2 separate regions of the Oryctolagus cuniculus genome follow, and region 1 is linked to region 2. Evidence: chromatin contacts called from public Micro-C data. All regions are on one chromosome and are shown on one strand. The core of a region is the stretch at or near the end of the contact, and the rest is flanking DNA. Distances in the headings are between cores, read along the strand shown.

Region 1 (5,113 bases), core at 972-3,471, 47 kb after region 2:
GAGGTCTGACCTCCCCCGGGCCCTGATGCAGGCCCCTGGGAGGGTCACGGCCGTCACAGAACGAGGGCTCGCTGGCTGCCCGCTCTGTGTGGTGTTCCACACAATTATCCTCATGGATCTGGGGAAACAACTTGTCCACAAAGGTGTGGGCTCACTCGCTGTCCTCAGCACGCGTTTGTTACTCTTTTAGAAATCAGTGAGGAGCCTGGCGTTGTGGCACGGAGGGCAAAGCTATGGCCTGCGGTTTCAGCATCCCTTATGGGCAATGGTTTGAGTCCTGGCTGCTCCACTTCTGATCCAGCTTTCTGCTGTGGCCTGGGAAAGCAGTGCAGGATGGCCCAAGTGCTTGGGCCCCTGCACCACATGGGAGACCTGAATAGAGCTCCTGGCTCCTGGCTTTGGCCTGGCCCTGCCCTGGCCATTGTGGCTGTCTAGGGAGTGAACCGGCAGATGGAAGATCTCTGTTTCCCTGTCTCTCTGCCTTTCAAATAAATATAGTGGGGAAAAGCCCGGATGACACACGGATGTGTGGGTCAGCCTACAGACAGCGCAAACTCACTGTTCCTGTGGCTGCAAAACTGAGTGGCCTGCAAATCCCGAGGCGGGGGTCCACTTCCAGCCTGTCCACTCCCAGGGCTTTAAGGGCTTTTAGTCCTTGGGCCCCTGCACCTATGTGAGAGACCTGGAAGAAGCCCTTGGCTCCTGGCTCCTGGCTTCGGATCGGCTCAGCTCTGGCCATGGTGGCCATCTGGGGAGTGACCCAGCAGATAGAAGACCTCTCTCTCTCCATCTGTCTCTCTGTAGCTCTGCCTTTCAAATAAATAAATAAATCTTAAAAAAAAAAAAAAAAAAGCCACAAGCAGCCGGGACCTACCTGAGTGGGGCCCCTTGTGGTCCCGGCTCCTGGGTGCTGGGCTTGGACTGGGAAGTGTGGGTTTCCAGCCCAGCTGGTCGCTTCCCACTATCTCCGTGAGCTTCGGGAAGTCACTTCCTCTTTCTGGAATTGTTTCCCCATTTGCAGAGCGGGCGATGGCGTCAGCGCCTGGACACCCTCTCAACAAGAGACGCAGCCTGCGGCACCAAGCACCGGGCGGGCAGGCAGCAGGCGAGGACACCCCACCTGTGAACTCGGAAGCTCCTGGGCCCCGGCCCCTTGCTCGCTCCTGTGCGCGGTCTGACTTGGCTAGCGTGGTCCTGGCTTACCTTTGCTACGCTGAGCCACTCAAAGACGTGGGGTGGAGCCAAGTAGCTGAAGGGAAGCGCTGAGCTTGGCCACTCTCAGGTCCTCCTCTCTGCTGGGCTCTTGTTGACCCTCGACATAAGCGACCTCACCTCTTCGTCCCAACAAGCCCAGGAGGGGGCACCAGGACGCCCACGTCCCTGCTGGCGAGACTGAGGTTTCCAGTGCACTCAAGCCTTGAGGGCTGGGAGAGCCCCGGGTGAGGGGCCCAGAGCAGGCGCACAGGGGCAGGGCCGTGTGGTCCAGGCAGTGGCACTCCCGCTCTGGGGGACCACGGAACTCACAGAGAGGCCATCCCCTGTGCAGCAGCACACCTACTCTGGATTCTTGAAGCCCAGGGAGATGGGTTCTTAAGAAGCAGCCTGGTGTCCATGCAGCAAGGTTCCGGGGTGGGCACTTGCTTTGAGAACACGGTTCTGCACACGAAGCTTGCCACACTCGGCTTCCACGCAGCCCTTCCTCCAGACACACGTGCCAGCTCCGCCATGACAAACGCTGCCCCAGCGGCGCTGAGGGAGAGCAGCTGACATTTCTCCAAGTCCCATCATTTCTCAGCACATTGCTCCTTTCGGGAGACACATGCCAATAAATGGCGTTTTGAAATCCCAGGAGCAGGCGACCCACCTGTTCTGAGCCCGCGAGCCGCCGCCCGTTGCCAAGGTGTCTGCGCTGGGCAAGGGCCAGCCCTAGGAACACAGCGCCCCACCCCACATGGCGGCCCCACCCTGAGACCGAAACCAGGCTGATGGGGCAACACGCTGAGCTGCCGGGGACTGGGGCAGCTGAGTCGCTGCGCCACCAGGAAAGCGCTCCCTGAAAAAGCCAGAACAATTCTCACGCTCACAGGTGTCTGCCCAAAAGCCCCAAGCGGAGAGGAGCGGTAAGAAAGAGCAGAGGCCCAGAGGGCAGCCTGTGCCACTGGCACGGGCACCAGCCGCTGGTGAATCAGACCTGGGTCAGCTCCTGGGCCGTGCACTGTTTGCCATCTGTCTGCGGCTTTATCTGCCAGGGAGATGGGCACGCGGCCAGGGCCTTCTTGGGGTGAGAGGTTGGCCAGCCAGGCCGCGGCGTGCTGCCCTGCCAGATGTCGCTCAGGAGCGGCACTGGACCAGGAGTCAGGAGGCCGAGTGCCCAGGGGTGGCCCCCCCACCCCACCCTCGGGGCTCCAAGTATCTGATGCCATTGCCCTGGGCCTCAGGGCTGTCAGCTGGGAGCAGAGAGCGGGGGCAGGGGTCTCACAGGCCTCAACCGAGTTCCTTGCCTATGTGTGGTGGGCGTGGCCTGCCACATCTTGAAGTTTTCTTTATACAAACCTATCCAACCGCATGCATGCGGACACGCCCAAGTGAGCCAGTGCTTCGAGGCTGTTGGCTCCTGTTTCATCACTTCTAGAGTTGTGAAATCGGGTGTTTAAAAATGTTACCCTTTGCACTTACTTCTCTGAACAACAAAAATAAAGAAATGAGTCCAGTCCCGAGGTTGACCTAAGACTGCATTGATCCAAATGTGTGCCTGTCTTTATAAGGCGACGTGATTAAATGTATACTTCTGGTTTTTGTAAGGATTTATTTTATTTATTTGAAAGTCAGAGTTACAGAGAGGCAGAGAGAGAGAAAGAGAAAGGTCTTTCATCCACTGATTCACTCCCCAAATGGTCGCAACAGCCAGAGCTGGGCTGATCCAAAGCCAGGAGCAGGGAGCTTCTTCCGGGTCTCCCACGCAGGTGCAGGGGTCCAAGAACTTGGGCCATCTTCTGCTGTTTTCCCAGGCCATAGCAGAGAGCTGGATTGGATGTGAAGCAGCAAAGACTAGAACCGGCGCCCATGAGATGCTGGCACCGCAGGCCAGGGCTTTAACCTGCTGTGCCACAGCGCCGGCCCCTAGAAGTATACTTTTTACGGCTAAACCATTGCGTGGTTTTATGTAGTCAGTGTGTTACATGAGGTGTCACTCCAGTCTGGCTACTTCTTCGGTTTGCAAACCACCATCCCTCTGGCACAAACATGGTCCTGATCCCCCGCTCTGTCCTGAGGACAAGTCCACGGGGTGCAGACTCGTCAGCCCACAGGGAGCCCCTCTGTTTCCTGCCTTGGTGCTTTCTTCCCACACACTTGGCTCTTTCTGGTCCACAGCCAGCTCTATCCAAACCCCTTCCTCAGCGTTCAGCTGACGGGAAAACCCCTTCCACAAAAACCACTTCCCACGGGCCTCGGACCTAAGTCTGTTCCAAAGTAGGGTAACAGAATCTTCCTCCCCCACAGGGGGACGTTCTAGTAACCTAGCAGTGTACGTGGGGGGCTGCAAAAATGTGGGGAAAATGGAACTAAAAGATGAGTTGATCTTGATGCAAAAAAATTTAAGGACAACGAGGCTAAGCAGGTTAACACACCACTTGGAATACTGGCATCCCATAATAGAATGCCAGTTTGCATCCTGGCTGCTCCACTTCTGATTTAGCTCCCTGCTATGGCCTGGGAAAGCAGTGGAAGATGGCCCAAGTGCTTTGACTCCTGCACCAGCATGGGAGACCCAGAAGCAGCTCCTGGCTCCTGGCTTTGGTCTGATCTAGCCATGGCTGTTGTGGCCATTTGAGGAGTGAACCAGGTGTTCTGCCTTTGAAATAAATCTGTAAAAGAAACAAAGTTTTGGGGGCTGGCGCTGTGGTGTAGTAGATAAGCCGCTCCCAGCAGCGCTGGCATTCCATATAGGTTCAACTCCTGGCTGCTCCACTCCTGATCCAGCTCCCTGCTACTGTGCCTGGGAAAACAGCGGAGGATGGCCCAGGTCCTTGGGCCCCTGCACCCAAGTGGGAGACCCAGATAAAGCTCCTGGCTTCAGCCCGGCCTATCTCTCACCACTGTGGTCCTTTGAGGAGTAAACCAGCAAGTGGAAGATCTCCCTCTCTCTCTGCTTATTTACTTCTTCTCTGTAACTCTTTCAAATAAATAATTTTTTAAAAAAGGTCTTGAAATGCAGGTTTACAGTCAAGTGGGAGACTTTGGAGTCACTGTAGACTCAATTCTACTGAAGAGATATGTGTCACTGGGGCAAAGAATTTCACCCAGAAATTCTCAGTGGTGCAGTACTGCCTCCTAGTGGGCAGTTGAGCAATTGCTATGTTGAGGTTTTTAATGACTGGCACTGGTCTGGCCTTAGAGGGGAAAGGACGGAGATACCAAATGTCTGACACACGGAGGATTACCCGTCCACACACAGGCTTGGCAAAAGCCCTGTAACTCGGGATGAGGCCATCGGGGAGAGAAAGTGTGAATACGGAATGACGCTCTAGAATCAACTGGATGCCCTGTAAATTCTAACTGCTCTCCTACCCCAGCTGCTCCTCTGTTTAAGGATACGTGCTCTTTCATGCTTCCACAGTAAGTGCCAGGGATTGCAGTACTTACTCCACACCTATTATTCTCATTAGCCCCAGGTCACAACCAGGGAATTATTTTGATACAAGTTTTAAGGCCATCTTGTACTTCCTCGTTTTTCCATTTCAGTCTGTCCGTCTGTCTTGGCAGGCTACCTTAACTTCACGTAAGCCTTATCGCCCCCTCCTGCTTATCATATTACTCTCTGCTCTGGTTTCCATCCCGGTGCTCTGGTGTGGCTCCACGCACACTTCCTGCCCTGTAGTCAACGTGGAATGGCTCCAAGTTGAGTTCCAGAACCTGACACGCCTTCTAGCGGTTGTCCCGACACACATGGAAATAAAGTTTATTTTGTTAACTGCTTTTTTAAAAAAAGATTTTTATTTATTTGAAAGACAGAGTTAGAGAGGTAGAGACAGAGAGGTCTTCCATCTGCTGATTCACTCCCCAGATGGCCGCAACAGCCGGAACTGGGCTGATCCGAAGCCAGGAGCCAAGA
Region 2 (5,400 bases), core at 1,874-4,373:
TTCTGAGTTCAGGTGTGTGAGCCTCGACACCTTCGAAGCCTCCAAGACACCCTCCCCCAAGGCCCTTCAGCTCACAACTGCCTTCCGGATAATTGCAAAAGGACACGGATTATGCATTACATTTTTTTCTTTCCTAATTACTTTTAAATTCCTCCCAAGAAAAGGTCCAGTATACATCAAAGTGCTGAAGGTCTTGGGTTTGAAGTCTCTCTCTCTTTTAAAAAAAGATGTATTTATTTATTTGAAAGGCAGAGTTACAGAGAGACAGAGAGAGATCTTCCATCCACTGGTTCACTCCTCAGATGGTTGCAATGGCCAGTGCTGGATCAGGCCAACACCAGGAGCCAGGAGCCAGGAGCTCCATCTGGCTCTCTCACATGGTGGCAGGGGCCCAATCACTCAGGCCATCCTCTGCTGCTTTCCCAGGCCATAGCAGAGAGCTGGATCAGAAGTGGAGCAGCCGGGACTCAAACCGGCGCCCATATGGAATGCTGGCACTACAGACGGGGGCTTTACCCGCTGTGCCCAGTGAGGGGTCTCTGACAGCAGTGATGTCAGATCCTTACCTCACTCGTCAACACTCCCCCACCTCCCACGTACACATGCCCCTTTCAGAACAGCTGTTCCAGACGCACAAGCAGACAGCGTGGCTGAGGTCATACAGGCAGGGGTCAGAGCTCCCCCTCCCCTCAGCTGCTTGCCTGGCTTCACTTCTCTAGGGTGGCTCTGTGTGTCCCCTGTGATCCCAAGGCCAGCAGCACCACTGTGGAATGCAACAGTTGCAGCCCCCAAGCCCCATGTGCTGGTGGTCCCTCTGGGGTCAAGCTCAGAGCCAGGGAGATGTTACCCTCTCCTGCGTGGCTTCCAACAGCCCTGCACCTGCTGGGAGAAGCTATGTCTAAATCTCCTCCTGGGCGCAGCCAGCTGCTCAGGGCTGGACTTAGGGAAAACAGCCGGGGGGTGGGGGGGGCACAGCGTCCGAGAGAGTTGGTTGTGTTGTTTTTTTTTTTTTTTTTTTTTGACAGGCAGAGTGGACAGTGAGAGAGAGACAGAGAGAAAGGTCTTCCTTTTGCCGGTGGTTCACCCTCCAATGGCCGCCACAGCCGGCGCACCGCGCTGATCCTATGGCAGGAGCCAGGTACTTCTCCTGGTCTCCCATTGGGTGCAGGGCCCAAGCACTTGGGCCATCCTCCACTGCACTTCCCTGGCCACAGCAGAGAGCTGGTCTGGAAGAGGGGCAACCGGGACAGAATCCGGCGCCCCGACCGGGACTAGAACCCGGTGTGCCGGTGCTGCTAGGCAGAGGATTAGCCTAGTGAGCTGCGGCGCCGGCCTGAGAGAGATGTTTTGATGACACTGGCCACTGTAACAGATAGACCCTCACATCTCAGTGACAGCCAATGAAATGGAATTTTTCAGCCACATATGAAACCAGTAAGAGGTGTTCGGGTTACAGGTGACTGACTACCATTCAGGGTTCCGGGATTTAAAAAAAAAAAAAAAAAAAGATTTATTTTATTTGAAAGGCAGAGTGACAGAAGGATCTTAACATTTCTGCTTCTAGCAGGCGAGGGACAAAGACCACAGAGAAGGCCTGGCTCTGAAATCATGCCCACTCCCTCCCCCACCCCCCACCTAGACACACAGGGACCACATGTGGGATGACCTGGAGCCATGGCCACCGCTGCAGGGAGCAGGACAGAGGGGACCCCTTCCTCTCCCTCGTCTTCCTACGCCATGGTCTCTCCTGACTGGGTGTCATGGCCACAAGAACAGTGCCGCTTCTCCACTGCAGAGCCTGGACTTCAGTCTTTTCGTCTGTAAAATGGGTCCTTTCCTATCTACAATCTCACCACTGTCTTGAGAGAGAGAAAAATCGAGGTAGACATGGTCCATCTGAGCTCCCAGAGGAAGAAATCAGGACACAAAGAGACAGTGTGACTGGGCCCCAGCCTGGCGGCAGGACCCTGCTTCCTGCTGCACACAGCCCGACATCAAAGTGTGAGAAGTCATTGGCCCGCGAGGCAGGAAAAGCCCCTGACTCAGCAAACTCATCTGAAAATCCCCCCCCATCCCGAGGGGGTGGCCGAAGAACAAGGATTACGGAGAAGAAAAGCTCTTTGATTGCAGCAGTGCAGGTTTGGAGACCCCGACAGGGTCTTCCAGCCCTGGTGGACCCCCTCGCGGGAGCCTGGTGCACAAACAGCCCTCTGGGGACTTTCTCCTGCAGGTCTGTGAGCCCCAGCACCTGGCCAGGAGGAAGCTGAGCTCCCTCTTGCAAAGAACGCGCTCCCTGTACTTGAACTCTCTGGAAAAGGACAAGCAGCAGTGCCAGTGGCCGCCTCTGGGAAGAGCAGCAGGTCCTCTGGGTTGCCCGCGCCCAGGATCCCATTAGCATCATCTCGGGCTGTGTAGACGGTGCCCCCTGGAATTGCGCTGCACACAGTCTGCCGGCCTCGGGCTGCTTACCCATCACAATATGTCTATTTTTAAATAGGTAATGTCATTTTAGATAATAACACAATTCTTTTTTTTCTTTTTTTTCCTTTTTTATTTTTTTATTATTTTTGACAGGCAGAGTGGACAGTGAGAGAGAGAGAGAGAGAGAAAGGTCTTCCTTTGCCGTTGGTTCACCCTCCAATGGCCGCCACGGCCGGCGCGCTGCAGCCGGCGCAGCCGGCGCACTGCACTGATCCGATGGCAGGAGCCAGGTACTTATCCTGGTCTCCCACAATTCTTAAATATACTCCAAGTCCTGGCCCTACCTGGACCTACTGAGTTATGATTATGCGGTGGGGGTGGGGGTGGGGGTGGGGGTGGGGGTGGGTTCAGCCAGCTGCACGTGGTGTATTCTGAAAATCTGCCCCAGGCAAGAGTTCCTCAGCCCCATCCCCAAGGTTTGGGGTGCCCCCACCTCCCCTCCAGAAGCTCCTAGCTGACCCCTCCCCGTCTGGGAGAGCCAGGGAGCTAGGAATAGATCATGTCCAGAGTAGGGGAGAGGGGGAAGGGCCAGGCTCAGGCCTAGAGAGCAGGAGGCCGGCACTCCCCCCACACCCCTGCATCTCAGCAGCCCGGTGGCTGGCCGGCCGGCCCCGCCCCACCCTCCGGCACCGTCGCGCGGGCCTTGCCCAGGCTTGCCTCTTGTTGCATCATCGTGTGGCTTTGGCTTTGCCGGGAGCGGAGGAGTGAGCCGCCCACTCACCGCTGGAAAAAACCGGCTAATTATATCACCGGGAGACCCAGGGCAGCGGTGGGGTGGACGCTTTCAGCTGGCCCAGCCTGCTCCTACTTGCTCTGTATGATGGTTCTCGACTTTCCAAAATAATAATAACAACAACCACCACCAAGCAGGACAACATCCCCCAGAGCTGCGCCACAGCCTGTGCTCCAGGTCAGAGCTGCGGGCCACCTGTTGCTCCCTAGAGCTTTCAGCCCTCTGCCTTCAGGAAACCGAGCCCCTGGACGCCCACACCAGGGCTCAACAGGTGACCTCAGAGGGCAGGCTCGGCCGCATCCGCACTGTCGGCAGCTGCAACAGTCGCCTGTGTTTTCAAAGGTCTTTAAAGTTCTATTTGTGGTGTAGTCAAAAGTGCCGAGTTTCATTTTTCCATCGCTTCCTGTATTTATTTTTTGAGTCGATCATCCATTCCCATGATTCACAGTGACAAGATGCAGAAGGAAATGCAGTGAACACCCCCAGCCCCCACCTCCTACACACACACACACACACACACACACACACACGCCTCCCAGCCACGCTGTTTCCTTCCCAGCACTGCGGCCGCCGCTGGGTCTCCTTCCAGGGTTAATCTCTGAACACCCAGGTCCACAGCCCTTCAGCTAAGGCTCCTGGGGACAAATGCCTTGCGGGGTGTAGACAGGTAATAAGGTGCTGGTGGCACACAGCCCCTAACACCCCCAGTCGGCTCTGCCTAGGCTGGTCAGTGACTGACGCCTGCCCAGGACTGTCCTGGGGTTAGCACCCGCAAGTTCCATGTCCAGGGTACCCAGTAAGCCCAGGCACCCCAAGACGATCCAGGTCCCCTAGTCCTGGCGTGTACCGTATTCACACTAAAACAGGCATGGCATAAAAAGTACAAATGGCTTCACATCCTTTTAGCACTGGTTTTACTACCAAATGAATTTGCCCCAAAAGAAACACTTTTAGCTTTCAGAGGTTTGCGGGTTCTGGAATTAAGGGTGAGAGATTGTAGACCTGTAAGTAAAACGCAGATATTCCATTGATCCATCCAAATGGAAACCCTGCTGGCATCTTGGTTGTTCCCTTGACCCACCCCCTCCCCACTCAGTTTCTCTCTACGCCATTCCCCACTCCCTTCCTTTTCACTGCTGCGTAGCGCGCCATCCGGCGGCTGGATGGTCAGGGTGGGGTGCACTGCTCTTCTGTTAGCACAAACACACCTGCCTTTAGACGCATTACCCTCATGGGGGCAGGGGGGTAGCTGAGAAGGACTCGGACCTTCCTTCCTAATGCGTTTTCATCACTGAAAGTTTGAACCCCAGCCTACTCAGACCTGAAGGGAGAGACAAGGAAACTGGCTGAGATCACCAGGACTCCAACCCTGTCCACCTGCTTAATCATGACAGTCATTCACATCACAAAGGATTATTTCAGGGGCCAGTGCTGTGGCTTAACCGGGAAAGCCGCTGCCTGCAGTGCCGGCATCCCACATGGACGCTGGTTCTAGTCCCGGTTGCTCCATTTCTGGTCCAGCTCTCTGCTGTGGCCTGGGAAGCAGTGGAAGATGACCCAAGTCCTTGGGCCCCTGCACCCATGTGGGAGACCTGTAAGAAGCTCCTAGCTCCTGGCTTTGGATCAGCTCAGCTCCAGCCGTTGCAGCCATTTGGGAGCAAACCAGCAGATAGAAGAATTCCCCCACACACACACCCCCGCCTCTGCCTTTTGAACAAAATAAATACATCTTGGGGCCTGTGCTATGCAGCAGCAGGTTAACGCCCTGGCCTGAGCGCTGGCATCCCATATGGGCAGTGGTATGAGTCCCGGCTACTCCACTTCTGATCCAGCTCTCTGCTATGGCCTGGGAAAGCAGTAGAAGATGGTCCAGGTCCTTGGGCCCCCGCACCCACGTGGGAGACCCAGAAGAAGCTCCTGGCTCCTGGCTTCGGATTGGCGCAGCTCCAGCTGTTGCGGCTATTTGGGGAGTGAACCAGGGGATGGAAGACTCTCTCTCTTTCTCTCTCTCTCTCTCTCTCCCTCTCTCTCAGCCTCTGCCTATCTGTAACTCTGCCTTTCAAATCAATAAATATTTAAAAAAAAAACAACAAAGATAATTTCAAACAAACAAACAAAAAACTTACATTCAAACCAGCCAGGGTTCTCTGGAGAAACAGAACTAATGGATAGATAGATATACAGAC

The links. Hi-C and Micro-C count contacts between places; a contact is called where the count stands out from the background.
Region 1: a Micro-C map of ear pinna shows a contact between it and region 2, with 2.5 times the contacts expected there. The contact joins two enhancer-like sites. A contact is called at or near these places in 4 of 6 Hi-C or Micro-C datasets (ear pinna, psoas muscle, skin fibroblasts and 1 more).

Annotation. Positions count from the first base shown.
Region 1 is chr5:132,954,765-132,959,877 of mOryCun1.1, forward strand. No RefSeq gene overlaps it. Among named protein-coding and RNA genes, the nearest start is that of SRSF3, 16 kb to the right of the region's middle. Within about 2 kb of position 2,222, at least 3 of the 8 cell types and tissues checked have an H3K27ac peak or open chromatin away from gene starts, as enhancers often do. A contact at or near this core is called in ear pinna, where this site is marked.
Region 2 is chr5:132,906,413-132,911,812 of mOryCun1.1, forward strand. No RefSeq gene overlaps it. Among named protein-coding and RNA genes, the nearest start is that of CDKN1A, 9.3 kb to the left of the region's middle. Within about 2 kb of position 3,124, at least 3 of the 8 cell types and tissues checked have an H3K27ac peak or open chromatin away from gene starts, as enhancers often do. A contact at or near this core is called in ear pinna, where this site is marked.